Regions from separate parts of the Mus musculus genome. Here region 2 is linked to region 1. The links are chromatin contacts, called in public HiCAR-type maps. All regions are on one chromosome and are shown on one strand. Each heading gives the region's core, a stretch centred on a gene start, on an enhancer-like site or on the middle of the called end of the contact. The rest is flanking DNA. Distances are from core to core; before and after follow the strand shown.

Evidence for each region. HiCAR-type assays count read pairs that join an accessible place to other places.
Region 2: a HiCAR-type map of astrocytes shows a contact between it and region 1, with 4 times the contacts expected there. The contact joins the promoter of Arl6 here to the enhancer-like site in region 1. A contact is called at or near these places in 6 of 39 promoter capture datasets (the 3T3-L1 cell line, the C10 cell line, hippocampal neurons and 2 more), 1 of 115 datasets of contacts at active chromatin or transcription factors (astrocytes) and 2 of 9 other capture datasets (adipose tissue and embryonic stem cells).

The regions. Positions count from the first base shown.
Region 1 is chr16:58,449,175-58,455,781 of GRCm38.p6, reverse strand. Dcbld2 (discoidin, CUB and LCCL domain containing 2) reads right to left here. Exons shown (of 16, transcript NM_028523.3): 7 at 5,943-5,983; 8 at 4,843-5,058; 9 at 3,997-4,121; 10 at 506-656. Among named protein-coding and RNA genes, the nearest start is that of Gm33475, 23 kb to the left of the region's middle. Within about 2 kb of position 2,496, at least 30 of the 459 cell types and tissues checked have an H3K27ac peak or open chromatin away from gene starts, as enhancers often do. A contact at or near this core is called in adipose tissue, astrocytes and liver, where this site is marked.
Region 2 is chr16:59,636,478-59,643,084 of GRCm38.p6, reverse strand. Arl6 (ADP-ribosylation factor-like 6) reads left to right here and starts at 3,746. Exons shown (of 8, transcript NM_019665.3): 1 at 3,746-4,155. 4930547E14Rik (RIKEN cDNA 4930547E14 gene) reads right to left here and starts at 6,140. Exons shown (of 3, transcript NR_040564.1): 1 at 5,900-6,140. It also overlaps a transcript of Epha6 not described here.

The DNA.
Region 1 (6,607 bases), core at 1,247-3,746:
TCAGTTCATTTAACGAGTGTGTATGGAGAGCCAACTATGTCTGGCACAATGATAGCTTTGTGAAATATAAGGAAATAACATTAAAACATTATAAAATATTGGGTGAATTTATTCCAGTTTTTTGTTAATTCAAAATAAAAGTTACTCAAGCTTAGGTTGCTGCTCTAACCCTCAATGCATGGATCTTAATACACAGAACCTAATTTTAAAAGTCTCCAAGACCAGAACTGGAGAGTCTCATTTGCATTGTGAAACTATTCTGATGGCAACATTTTAACAGGGAAACAAATGAGCAGTTCCTACTAGAGAGAGGACTTTGAAAAGTGTCAAATACAAAGAAACTGTATCTACCTGACATGATCATTACCTGATCTGATCATTATATACGCATACACACACTGAAATGTCTCGGTATACCATAAGTGTGTGATGACTGTGTGTCAGTTAAGTGGGAAATTTAAAAGGGCAATGGTGGGGACCACTGTTGGCCACACTGGCTCTTTACCTTTGAGAGTAAACTGACATCCGAGCAGTTCCACTTTCATGGCAATTTTCTGTTGCCACTGGACAGGGTTCACTCTAATGAAACGTGCAATAATTGGTGGCAAAAAGTTATTACGAACATCCTTGTGATAATCTTTGTTTCCTTGAAATATCTTTAAAAAATAACAAAAATTGGTATTTTACATCAAAAAGAGACCAGAACTAGACTGCTCCAGCTAAGCATGTTCAACAACATCGATAAAGAATGATGACAGAACAGACTTCTCAGAAAACAACTCAATCAGCATTTGGAAAAGCAGTTATTAAAACACTGCACATTTTACCTGGAAGCTTATCTGAGGGAAACACTAACTACAAAAATGTTGTTAGGATGGCTTACGAACTGGACAGGAGTGATAGCTAACCTGGCAATACGGGAAACGTTTCAACTGCAGGGCCACAGCTCATCGCATCAATAAACTATCATCGTCAATCCCTGTGGAACTAACGATCATCTAAAGTTTATATTTAAAGTGAAAAAGAGCCATCACACAAAGGCCTCAGCTCATGGGCCAGGCCTCTACCTCCACCTGCTGGACCAACCGTGTTACGGCACTCCTCACACCACAATCCCAGTTGTCAGGACTTGCTGCTTACCCCAAGTAGCAACAACCCTGAAATGCTATTCTGTGTTTGATTTAACGACTGGAACTCAACAGCTACACATGCATTATAAAAACAATCTTTAAGTAGAAAACATGATTAAAAGTGATTATCTCATTACCTCAACCCTTTCAAGCAAATGTGTTTTCTCCTCAGTCAGCCCTATTTATACAGTACTTTCATGGATTTGCCATTAGTGGTCCTCAAGGCAGGGCACAGAAAGAGTGGCCACAGAGTGACAGTGTGAGGCCAGCAGCAGGAGCTGAGCTGACTGTGACTTCTGACTTAATCGCAGGGCTTCAATGAGTTAAGCAGGGCCTTGTTTTCCCCTTGTGCCAAATTAGCCACATCCATTCCACTAGCTAAAGCGAGAACATGTGCATACTGGACTTCCTAAGTCATGCCCAAGTAGGACAGCTATTTCTTCCTGGTCCATCTGCCTGTAACTAGATTACACATGCTGGAAGATACATTAAGATCTTTTAGTTTCTATAATGTTCTCTCTATACTTCCAACAGTCCCCCTTTCTGTAAGCTTCCATACTTTCCCTAGCTCCTGCTCTAACATAGATTAAAGGCCAATGCTGACAGTTTTGTTATCAGTGAACAGGAACTGACTGAAACAACATTTCAGGACATAACTGTTGGCAAAGGCTGGGGATGTAGGCCAGACTGCTTGCTTATGTGCACAAAGTCATAAGTTCTCTTCCCATCTCCTCATAGAACTGGGTGTGGTGCAGCACATCTGTAATGAAGTCAGTTTCAGAATCACAAGTTCAAGGTCTTCCTCAAGTACACAGTGCACACTGGGCTGGCTATACGTGACCCTAACGAAATGCTCTAGTCCATCTGCCAACATTCACTGAGAATCTGATGCACAGGGAAGGTTGTTAGACATCCTTAGGAAACATTTTTGAAAAAGTACACACATTCTCTCTCATTCTCCCCTGAATACAAACATGGTGTAGTATTAGAAAGCAATAAATTATGGAAGTTTAGGAGATTGGTTATACTTTCTGGCTCAGGCTCTGTAGGTATGCAGAGACCTAGAAGACATGTCAAAACAAATACAAGTTACCCGAGAAGCGAAGAGATGGACAGATTGAAGTGTGAAGATATGTGCTATTTCATTAAGTTCAGAGCCTTCCTCTTCTGTCAGTAACTGAGTGAGAGAAGCTGGACCTCAGCCATGAACAACAGAAGAACTGGGAAAGGGCACGGCAGGACGCAGTAGTTCTCAAGACACTGGGCAACGGGCAGCAAAGGGTCAGAACTACAGAGTAGGGGCCCAAACAAGACACACTCTGCTTATCAGTACTGACTGGTGAATTTCCAGGTCACAGGGCAAGGCTTTCCCACACTCTAGAGAACTTGCTAGCCATGAGGTCAGCAGAAACCTAGAATTTCTGGGGTAGAGCTTAGCAGAGTAAGGACAGGAAAGGGACAGAATGAGTGTCAGCAGGAATGGATGAACTACAGCAAGGCCACTGGGCTCTGTATGAAACTTCCCCTAAGTCCTCAGCCAGAAGCAACTTAGAGTCAGAAAAAGAACCCTGTGATAAGTAGAACAAGCTTATGACAACACAGGCTTCAAAACGCTCTCCATCATCAGCTCATGAGTAAATTTCATAATACTTGGGACACTGTCTCAATGGTGACTGTCAAGTTAGCAATACGTATAAAGAAATGTTTTCCTGGTAGCTTAACTGCATCCCAGAATAAAGCTTTACACACACACACACACACACACACACACAGAGGATTAATAATGCTAATAAAAACACCCAGAAGCAATCAATAGCATAATGGCTAGCACTGAGGTGTGTGTTTGGTAAAATTACCAGATGAACACACTCCGTGCTCATATGCCTATGAAAAAATATATGGAAGAAAATTTAAAACCCAAGGTAAATATGAAGGAGAGAAAAAAAAATACAGTATTGGAATTAAAAATCCATTAGATGAAATTAAAAGGTTGGACACTGCAGGAGAATAAAACAATGGAAAGACAAACTAAAACAAAACAAAGAACCCCACAAAAACTAAACCAAACCAAAACAACAAACTCCTCCAAGGATACTTCATGGGGAGAAGAAAAAAAATGTAATGAAAGAACAAGAAGGGGCAACAGGGTCACTGTGCGGTCGCCATGAGATAGATTATGAAATAAGAAGCGGGCTGGGAAAGTCTGGGAAGTACTGCGCTTCTCACTGAAAGAAGCCGTCAGTCCCCACTCCACACAGCACCACCCATCTTCCCTGGGGACAGAGGTGCCTTCATTTTGAGATTCTCTCAAGGGTAGAGCAGGAAGCTGGGGATGGGACAACACCCCAGTGACATACTTCCAATATTCTCCCATGTTGTCCCTGCTTGTCCAGTTCCAGTGTCTCCACAGGATTTCACTAAAACAAAAATGCTGAAGTGTCTTGGAAACTATGGGAATTCTGCAGTGGGAAGACCAGATTTGTCCTGGCACAGAAACGGCTGAGGTGATCTTACAATGGCCTTTCTATCTTTAGTGTACTTCACCTTTTATTCCACCTCCCTTTCCTCTTGCTTAGTCAAAATCTGAGAACAAAGTCAAGGTTCCATTATTTGGTAGGCTTTATAAAAACCAAGGAACTGAAGGTAACTATTTAGAAGTTCTTACTTTAGCAGCCAAAATACTTGGATAATTATCCAATAACAATTATAACCAGTTCTAATTATACAATCACAAAGACCTAGAATCACCGACAATTTTCTAAGCCTGCTTAGAAACACTAGGAAGACAGTAGCAAGCAGTACCGAAAACAACCAGGAGAGAGTAGAGTGAGACAACATGGCATTTAACATTACAGGATCGCCTTACCTTGTCCTGGTCCACACCAGGTTCTCTGTACACAGTCCATCTCTGCCCATCGTCACTGTACAGGACTCTGTAGGCAGACACATAGTAACTGTGTTCTATCATGGTAGACCCAGTGGTTACGATACCTGCAGGATAGAGTTCTTCTCATGAGTGCGCAGCCTCAGGCTCCCAAAGTCAGCTAGACACACCTGATACGCCCTGCAAGCATTTCTATGGCTTGTTTCTATCTTTGTGGACAATTACATTGTATTAGCAGCTAAAGCCCTGGCTTTGCTCCCTTGGAGAGATGGAAGAACTGCGGGCACATGCAAGGAAAGGGCTATTGTACTTTTGCAGCCTGCATTCACACCATTAGAAGCTACATTCCAATTACTAGGAATGATTGCCTGGGTATGGACATTAAGCATGATGACTGGTAGGCAAAAGTCAGTCTTTTAACAAACGTATCTAAACCAAAATTATCTCAAGTCACTGCTAAGTTTACCTAAGTTAAGTTGATACTCAGTACATGTGGAATACAAGGTACTTAATAGCATTTAAAATACATTCTCCTTAACTATACATTTCTAAATAACTAAGATTTTTCAAGACTCAAAGATCACTTTACTGAAACTCTACCCTAAAAAGATCACATTAAACTAGAACAATTAAAAATTAAATACTAATTCTTCTTTTGGCCAAATTGAAAAAAAGTACCCAAGCAACATTAATACCCGCAAAGAAAACTGAAGCTATATAATTTTCAGTGACCTAATTTCCGAAAATTTCAGCTGCCATGGGTTTCCAAATAAACTCAGTGCTGCAGTGCAGTGCAGTGCAGTGCTGCAGAAAGCCGTGTCTCTTAACCTGTTATCTTCTTCTCCTTGTTAAGGTCTATCTGCAGCCACTGATGCTCATCAGTGGCAAAAGCAGCCCAGGGAGGCCCGGGTTTTCTCAGCCTGGCCTTCTCCGCTGTCCAGCTGTTCTCCTGCCCCATGTGGTCAGTCCACTCCAGTGCAGACGATGCTGTTATCTGGGGATCGGCAATCACACCAGACTCCATCCCCAGAGTCCCATAGCAACCTGAAGGAGAGAGGAAAATCAACTTGGTTCCCTAGAGTTAACTTTGAAATCTCTAAAACAGTGTTTGCTACAAACTTCTGATTTGCAAACAACTAAGTAACTGCTTCTTGGGACCCTGCCTTTGTGTCCCACCAGAAACCTACAAACATGCAGTCCGTCTCTTGTTGTCTGTAGGGTCCACTTCCAGGACATCCCATACTCCCTGGTGGACACTAAGACCTGCAAGTGCTTCAATCTTTGATATAAACTGGAACAGCACTGGCACATAGCATGCTCTCTGTTAACACCAGGTCATCTCTGGGATACTTACAATGCCAAAGGAAATATATATGTGATATATACACACAGTTGTAACACCATATTTTTGGGGGGAAACAACATTGAAAAAAAGGCTACACAGCACAGAAACAGGATTTCCTCTGAATCTTTCCAATCTGTAGGTATGAAAGCCATGGATTTGAAGGTCGTCAACTAGACATATTTACAAGCATTAGCTGTTAGTCTATGGAGATACACTATCCTGTCTCTGGGGACCCAGAGGTTGGAGGGCAACCTCCCCTTGGCCTTCTGTAGGGTTTGCTTTATCCTCTGTAAAGCCATCCCTGTCTGACTTCAAGCATCAGACCAGTGCAATGAACTCTTTCTTCAGATAAGTTCAAATCAAATTCGTAAAGGGATCCAGTACTTGCTTATAATTCCCCAGTGAATAGTGAACTTCCAATTTAGCCTGTTCTTTACATAATTAGGGCTCTATTTTACTCATGGCGTTCTCAAAAGCATATGAGAAAGAACAAGCAATTTGGCAGTCACTAGGTGCCTGGTTGCACTCCATACAGCATTAGTTATTATGCAAAGATGATGGCTTAAGTCCTTGGAAGGCTTACCACTTGTCTTAAATGTAAACAGACTTGCAGATAAGTATCCCCTGAAAGAGAGAAAAGAAGAAATAAGCCTTAAAGGTTACAAGGACATTTGCACAATTGTGTGTGAACTTTTCATGAAATAGGCCTATAAAACTTTTTTTTTCTCTTTTCCTGCTGTGAAAGAACATGAAGACGTGTGTTTTCAGAGAACGAGGTGAGACTCAAGTCTCCTGGTAAACACACCAGAGCTGGCTACTGCATTTCCCTTGGAGAAAATGAGCCTGTCTGTGAGTGAGCTGAGAAGGAGGAAGGGTCAGACAAGAGAAGAACTCCCTTGCCTGGGGACCCAAGAACACTTAAGACTCCAGGAGACCTGGAGGGTGTTCAGTTACGCCCTGCCCTTAACATGATGTTCAAACAGTCAGAAGAGAGATGCAAAGTATTTTTTAATTTTGTTTGAGGCAGTATCTCTCACAGCCTTCCCTGACATTGAAATCACTAATTAGCTTAACTCGACTGTGAACTCCCCCCATCCTCTTGCTTCTATGGCCTAGGCATGGGGATTGCAAGCACGCACCGCCACACCCATCTTGGATTCCACCAGAAACCTACACACTCATGCAGCTGTTCCTTGATATCTATGGGTCCCAGTCCCAGGACTTCCCATATTCCCTGACAGATATGAA
Region 2 (6,607 bases), core at 2,497-4,996, 1.2 Mb before region 1:
ATGTGTGGGACTTTAAAGATGCATCTTTCTTCTTTGGGCTTTATGTGAAATTAGATTGTGACTAATGGGATAAGATTGGTCTCCATATTTTTGCTATTCTAGCACAACCTAAAATATAAATATGTAAGTATACATGTAAATTCCTATTTGCTTAAATAATTTAAATATTTAAATACTCAAATTTTAAATGGTAGACATTCTCAGTGCATTCAAAATATTAAGTACAAATGTCTTTGTGGCACAAATCCTAAAAAACAGTACAAAATAGTGTATTCTGTATAATACCTAGATAACATCTGTCTAGACTTATTTAATCACCTTCACAGATTATATTTGACTAATCAAAAACTGCAGCCACAATACTTTTTTCCCCATAATTTAAAGACTTATAAAGTCTTTCCTTGTTAACGGACTCAAGGCTATCATTCTTCAAGTATTTAGCTGGTACTAGAGCCATCTATTTTGCAAGAGGGTTTGAATCTGTTTGTGACAATGAGAAGGGATAGCACCACATCATGTTTTCTGTTTGGAATCATATCACTATTTAGGGCATACATGTTTCTTCCAAGGTTGCTTATACAGTTGATGTTTTCATTTTAGTTGTAATTCCAATATGGTAGAGACATAAATGCAGCAAAATGGCGCTATTTGAACTGCAATTCTTCTACTACCTACTTAACCATAGCAATGAAGTACTTCAGTTTCATTGGAAGGTGGTACTATTTTCATCTTATTAAACTACTATAATATTCCATGTAAATGTTCATGTGCTGGCATGCAAACAAGGTAATAGTGTTATAGAATGCCCAGCTCCCAATAAGAGGGGTCATTTATGGTAAACTGAATTATATTTGTTATCTAGTTGCTGAAAGGATATGGTGTTTAGCAAAACAACCTGCTGAGCAACATAGTGAGATTTTTGTACAAAGTACAAATTGCTAATTATTGTATTTTATTTTTCTATGATTTCCTAAAAGGCATTATCAGGGTCTTAAAGATGGAGAAAGCCTGTTTATTAAAATATCTATTACCAAATAAAAGTTACAGTTTTGGTGGTTGAGTTTGTGATGTTTTGTACTGTTATATGCAAGTATATTATTGTAATTTACTTTTTAGTATGTCTATGTGCTGTTTAGAACTTTAGTAATTATGAGTGTAAAAAATAGTTGCCATTTTTCCAAATAATTACAGACTTTGAGGTCTAGGCATAAATTCACAGAAATCACTATAATTAATGGATACATATTTTTGTAGTGATTTTATACTGGCAAATGTTTAGTGAGATTTGGGTGAATGGAATTACGTATTACAGAGGTAGTTTTTACAGATACGTAATCAGCACACAGGCAACATCAACTGGGCTAACAAATCTTCAGGCCATCAGTGTCCATTACAAAATTTCCAGTATATTATAAATCAGGGATTTTCCAGATTCCTTATGTTGCTGACAAGAAAAAACATCCACACCATCTTGAGATGATTAGAAGTAACATATCTGATGTACCTCACTCTTTTATAGTTGTCTGACTATAGCTACAAGCCACTCTGAAATGAACCTAAAACCCTTCTACATGTATTCTAGACTTGAGAAAAATCACATAATGTTTTAAAAGCTTGTTGTGCTCACAATAAAATCAAGAGAGTCAAACTAACTTTGTAAGTCGAGTGGAATTACGTCTTGCTTTTGGGTTTACTCAAGATAGGTTACAGCTGCCAACCATCAAAACAGCAGATCCAAACAACTGAAATATTTACACTGTTTTAGGGTTCATTTTTTTTCAACATTTTCTAGATTACTAAATAGAATTTAGGAGTCATGTGAACTCTTTAATCTCTAATACAATAAAACAGCAGATCAACTACACTTAAATAAACAAAAAACAAAACTGTTCACCTTTTGTTGTTAAAAATCACCTAAGTTGGGGATGAAGAGGGCTCCATGGTTTAGAGCACTCGTGGCTCTTGCAGAGGAGTCAGGTTTGAGTCGTAGCACCCACATGGTGGCTCACAATCTTCCCTGATTCCAGTCTCAGTAGATATGATACCCTCTTCTGATCTCTCCAGGCACCAAGTATTCTTGTGGTGCACATACATATAAGCAGACAAAACAAACATAAAAAAAGTCAATAAATCCAACAAAAATAATTTTTAAATGTCATCTAAATTTACTATAAAAATGGTTGCTCGGTCTGTTCTTATATATTTAGTTTCCTCCTAATGCTTTGTAGGAAAAAAAAAAATCTGATAATATCTGCCTAAAGGGGGAAAATCAGAGACATAAGCTCTATTCTATGTCTAGAGAGAAAATATTATATAAGCAAATAAGCATCCAAGTTTTGTCAAAGTGAGCCAAAGAGAAGCGGTTTAATAGTTCCTGGTAAATTAGGAACCCCTGCATTTGGGGCCAGAAGTTAAAGGACAACCACATCAGGAACTGAGCTGATTTTCTTTGAGTAATAAAAAATTCACAACGAAGGAAGCTTATCTATTGAACACGTGCTATCTATTGGTCAGACATGCATACTTTTTTCTTTCCTTTGTCCTCAAAACCACTAGATTAGATACATTTTTGAAGACAAAGATGAAATATACACAAAGGGTAATTTTACTAGACCACAGAGTATAGTATATTTCCATTTTCTGTTTTAACAAGGGCATTTATGTTACTACCTTTGGATGTACAAACTATAGAAGTTTTGTTCACTCAGTCTGGTTTTTGCCTTACAAGAGTCAGGAGACCAGAACTAGACCTTACTCCACATTAGGAGTACTAAGGAATTTGGAAAGGCACCAGAAAAGCACTCTACCGCAGTGCATATACCAGTGTCTTAACCACTATCTCTTTGATGGAATTCCTTTCAGTTTCTTCACCCTACTCCAAGTCCAAATAATCGGCCAGCTTCCTTAACGGGCAGAAAAACAAGTATGGTAGTTGAACATACTAACTGGTAAAACCAGTAAAGTAACATCCCACATTTATGCTAACAAGTGATATGAAGAGATGAAACTTTTCAAATACAAGTTTGTCATGCAGTCATTCATTGAGGAGTAGGATGGGGGAAATGGCTAGTTTGAAGTCAAAAAAAAAAAAAAAAAGTAAAAATAAATAAAATAAAATGTAGATCTTTAATTGTTGCATCTGTAGCCTGTCTGTTGGGAACAATGCAAATGGGCGGGAAAGTGTCTATCTAAAAAACTTTCAATTAGCACAAATTATTTCTATTGCTATAAACTCCAAGTGATTTTAAGAACGGTAACTATCAAACTCTCTGATCCACAAACTCATGTCTGGTGTTAGTTAATATCCGGGACAACAGACAGCTAAGAACTAGGGACAGGGTCACACTTCCTTTGCCAAATAATGTTTCTGTTTTTAAATACTGACTGGTTTTGACCAGTTTCCCTCTCCTGCCTGTACTTACAACTGTATTCTGCAGAGCTCGCTCGCTCGCTCTCAGGCCTAGCTGAGCCTAGGAAAGGCTCTGTGTAATGGGAGTAGCATATCTAAGTAGATCCTTTCCCTGCCTCACGCCGCCCACGACGAGGGCGGTCAAGCCAAAACATTGCCACCCACAGATATGGCAGTCCGGCCAAAAGCGCTAACCAGAACCCCGGAGGCCAGCAACCAGCGATGCGCGCGCAGCTAAGGCCGCCCCGCACGCCTCCCGGCAGGCTGTGCGCGCGCCTCCAGCTCCCTTGCGTCCCAGCAGCACGGGAGCTACCACTCGGCTCCCAATGCAGTGGCGGCTCCCCGTGTCTTCCGTGCTCACACTCTCGCTAACAGAGTTCCTCTGCGGGAATCAGGCCATTAATTTTTTTACCCAGAGCTCTCCAGCCGCAGAAAGGAGAACCTGTGGGCGGACACCTACGACGCCCGGGTGGGCGTGGCTTTGGGACCGGAAGAAGCTCCCGTTGCCAAGGGAACGCCGCGCGCCGGGGCGCCTGCTCAGCCACTGATGCTCGCATCCTGGGTGAACCGGCTGTTTCTCCCAACTTGTAGAAGGGGCTGTGCTTGGGACAAGGGAACCTTCCTACGGAGGCATAGAGAGGAAGGCTGAGGCTCCGGGGAAGATCCCACCGCGGAAACGGGTACAAGAGTGCGTCCTTTCCTGTCCTTGTCAGCCCCTTGGCCTTTGGATTGGCGTCAAAGATCAGGTACCTCCATCCGCACCCCGCTTTTTCTCTCTCTTCACCATCATCTGTGTGTTCTCTTTCAGCTCTGTTGGGTATGATTTTTCACGCCATCAGCTTCACCCTTGATAACATGAACACGACCTTTCCACGGTGTCTGTAGCGCTGTGGAACCGGCGGCAGGATCCACTAGTTCAAAAAGTTCCCGCTACCTGTTCGCAGCCATTTCCACCCTGGTAGACAGAGAATACCCGCTCCCTGTCCGATTTAGAATTACTCTAAACTATTACCCGTATTTTTGAATCTAAGTGAGTTAGATCATCTCTCATCTGTGAGAGATGGGGAAAAAATTGAGTTTATGTGATGTATACCAAGGAGCTTCGAAAATGTATTGAACTGCTTTGGGCCAATGCTGTTTGCTTGTTTGGTTGACTTTAACGCTGCCCAAGACGGACCTTTTTATATGATGTATGAATAATTTGGTTGAAATTTCATCATCAAATTTTCTAACTTAATAAGATTGTTTTATTGGGGTAGTAAGAATGTTCAACAGCCCACACTACTATCATGTTTAAAGTAGCATTTCTGGCGTTTTTCTCTGTCTCATCTCATCTTTCTCTGCAGCTTAACGCTAAGGTCTTAACATGTGGATAACATGTTAAATCTTCAGTGCTTTTCTGGTAACCACCTAATCCTTTGGAAAGCTGATTCTTCTCAGAAAGCAGCTCAGACACCTAAGTGTTCTTGATTCAAGAACAGGAGTTGTTTCATTTTAGCCAAGTTTACTTTAGCTATCAATTTTGCCAGCGTTATACAATACATACAGTAAGACTTTTTAAGCTGAAGGTATATTTTGTTCCTAATCTAGCGAATATGCTGGGTTTTCTTTTCTTTTTTCTTTTTTTTTATCCTTTAAGGCATAGTTTACGTCAGTATCAACTTTATACCATGTTCTCTCTCCTCTCCCCCCACCTCTCTATGTAATAATTGTTCATGTTGTGTAGTACCTGTTGAATCCAGAATGTGTGACCAGCCCTGGAATTGGAGTTACAGGTGCTTGAGAGCCTCAGTCAAACTCTGGTCCCCTAGAAGAGCTGTGCGGTCTCTGCTGTTAAGAGTATAATTTTTATTTATTTTTTTCTTTTTTGTTTTACAGTGCCTGAGATTAAATCTAGGGCTTTGCACATTGTGGGCAAGCACTTTACCATTTTGCCACATAACCAGTCCCTAAGATTATACTTTTCTTTAGAAAATTTTAATAGACATGAGTAGGGAAAGAGATTATAAAGCTAATTGTTTCCCTAATTTCAACCCTGTCACACTTGTTTTGGGTGTTGTGTAAATTTTTAATTGGTAGTAAAAATGTAAACCCTTAAGCAAAAGCCCAATTGCTTTACAAGAGTCTTCCTAAGTGTAGAAGTTTGCTGAGAGTTTGGGACTGGGCAAGTTTTTGCTTGAGTTTTTGCTTAATCTAATTGTGTGATGTTTTTATTTGTGAGTTCATTACAGTGAGGTGATTTTATTGGTAAGAACTTTTAAACTACTATTTGGAAGAAATTCAGAACCAATGAGAGGATGAAAACTGGCTGAGAGTGTTTTGTGATGTGTGTTCTCAACTTTTATGATCCAACTCCAGATCTTTATGGCTTACTCCCCATGCTCCAGATTCTGAGTCCAGCTCACCCTGCTCTTCTCTCTTATTGACTAGCCAGGCTTCCTCGGTCACAGCGGGTTTTGTTTCTTCTTAAAGAACGTTTTATGGACTTACCTCAGAATAGCTGTACTTAGCCTTTGGAGAACTTTGTTGTACCTAAGAACTTGCTTTCTCTAAACTTAAAAAAGAAAAATAAGGAAATGGAAGAAGACAATAAAATCAGCAGCGCATCAGTCCCCCAGAAGCCCACTTTCAGGGTATAGTTCCCCTTCAAAGCTGAAGAAACTGGTAAATCTGAAAAGGGGACGTTAGAGAAAGGAAGCTTAGTGTTTCACATGACAAAGTATAGGGATATGTGAATTGAGAGATGATGTCACAAACAGACCAATAGAATAGATCAGGTTTCCCAGTTTGTGTGAAGTTGAAATATTTCCCCAAAAAGGTTCTTGTGAACAAGTCCTCACAGACAGTAGTACTTTCTTTGTCCATCTCTTGGAGCTTTAGAGATAGTATCAGCATATTAAAGAATAATGCGCTGTAGAAGCTTATATAAAATTTCTCAAGCATCAGTGACCTTGAAATTTTTCTTAGAAGTAATCCCTAAGAATTCGCTTCCAGAATATAGTTTAGAATGTACAGAGAGCCTATTGCTAGATCCAAACACATATAAGAATATAAAATATAAAGAAAAGGGAGGGGCAGAAGGACAGCCAGTTCTCTGAATCAGCTCTCATACCCAAGTACATTTCAGGAAAATTAGAATTTAAAACCTGAAAAATTAACTACAGATGAAAGAAACAGAATATTAGTTAATATGCTCAA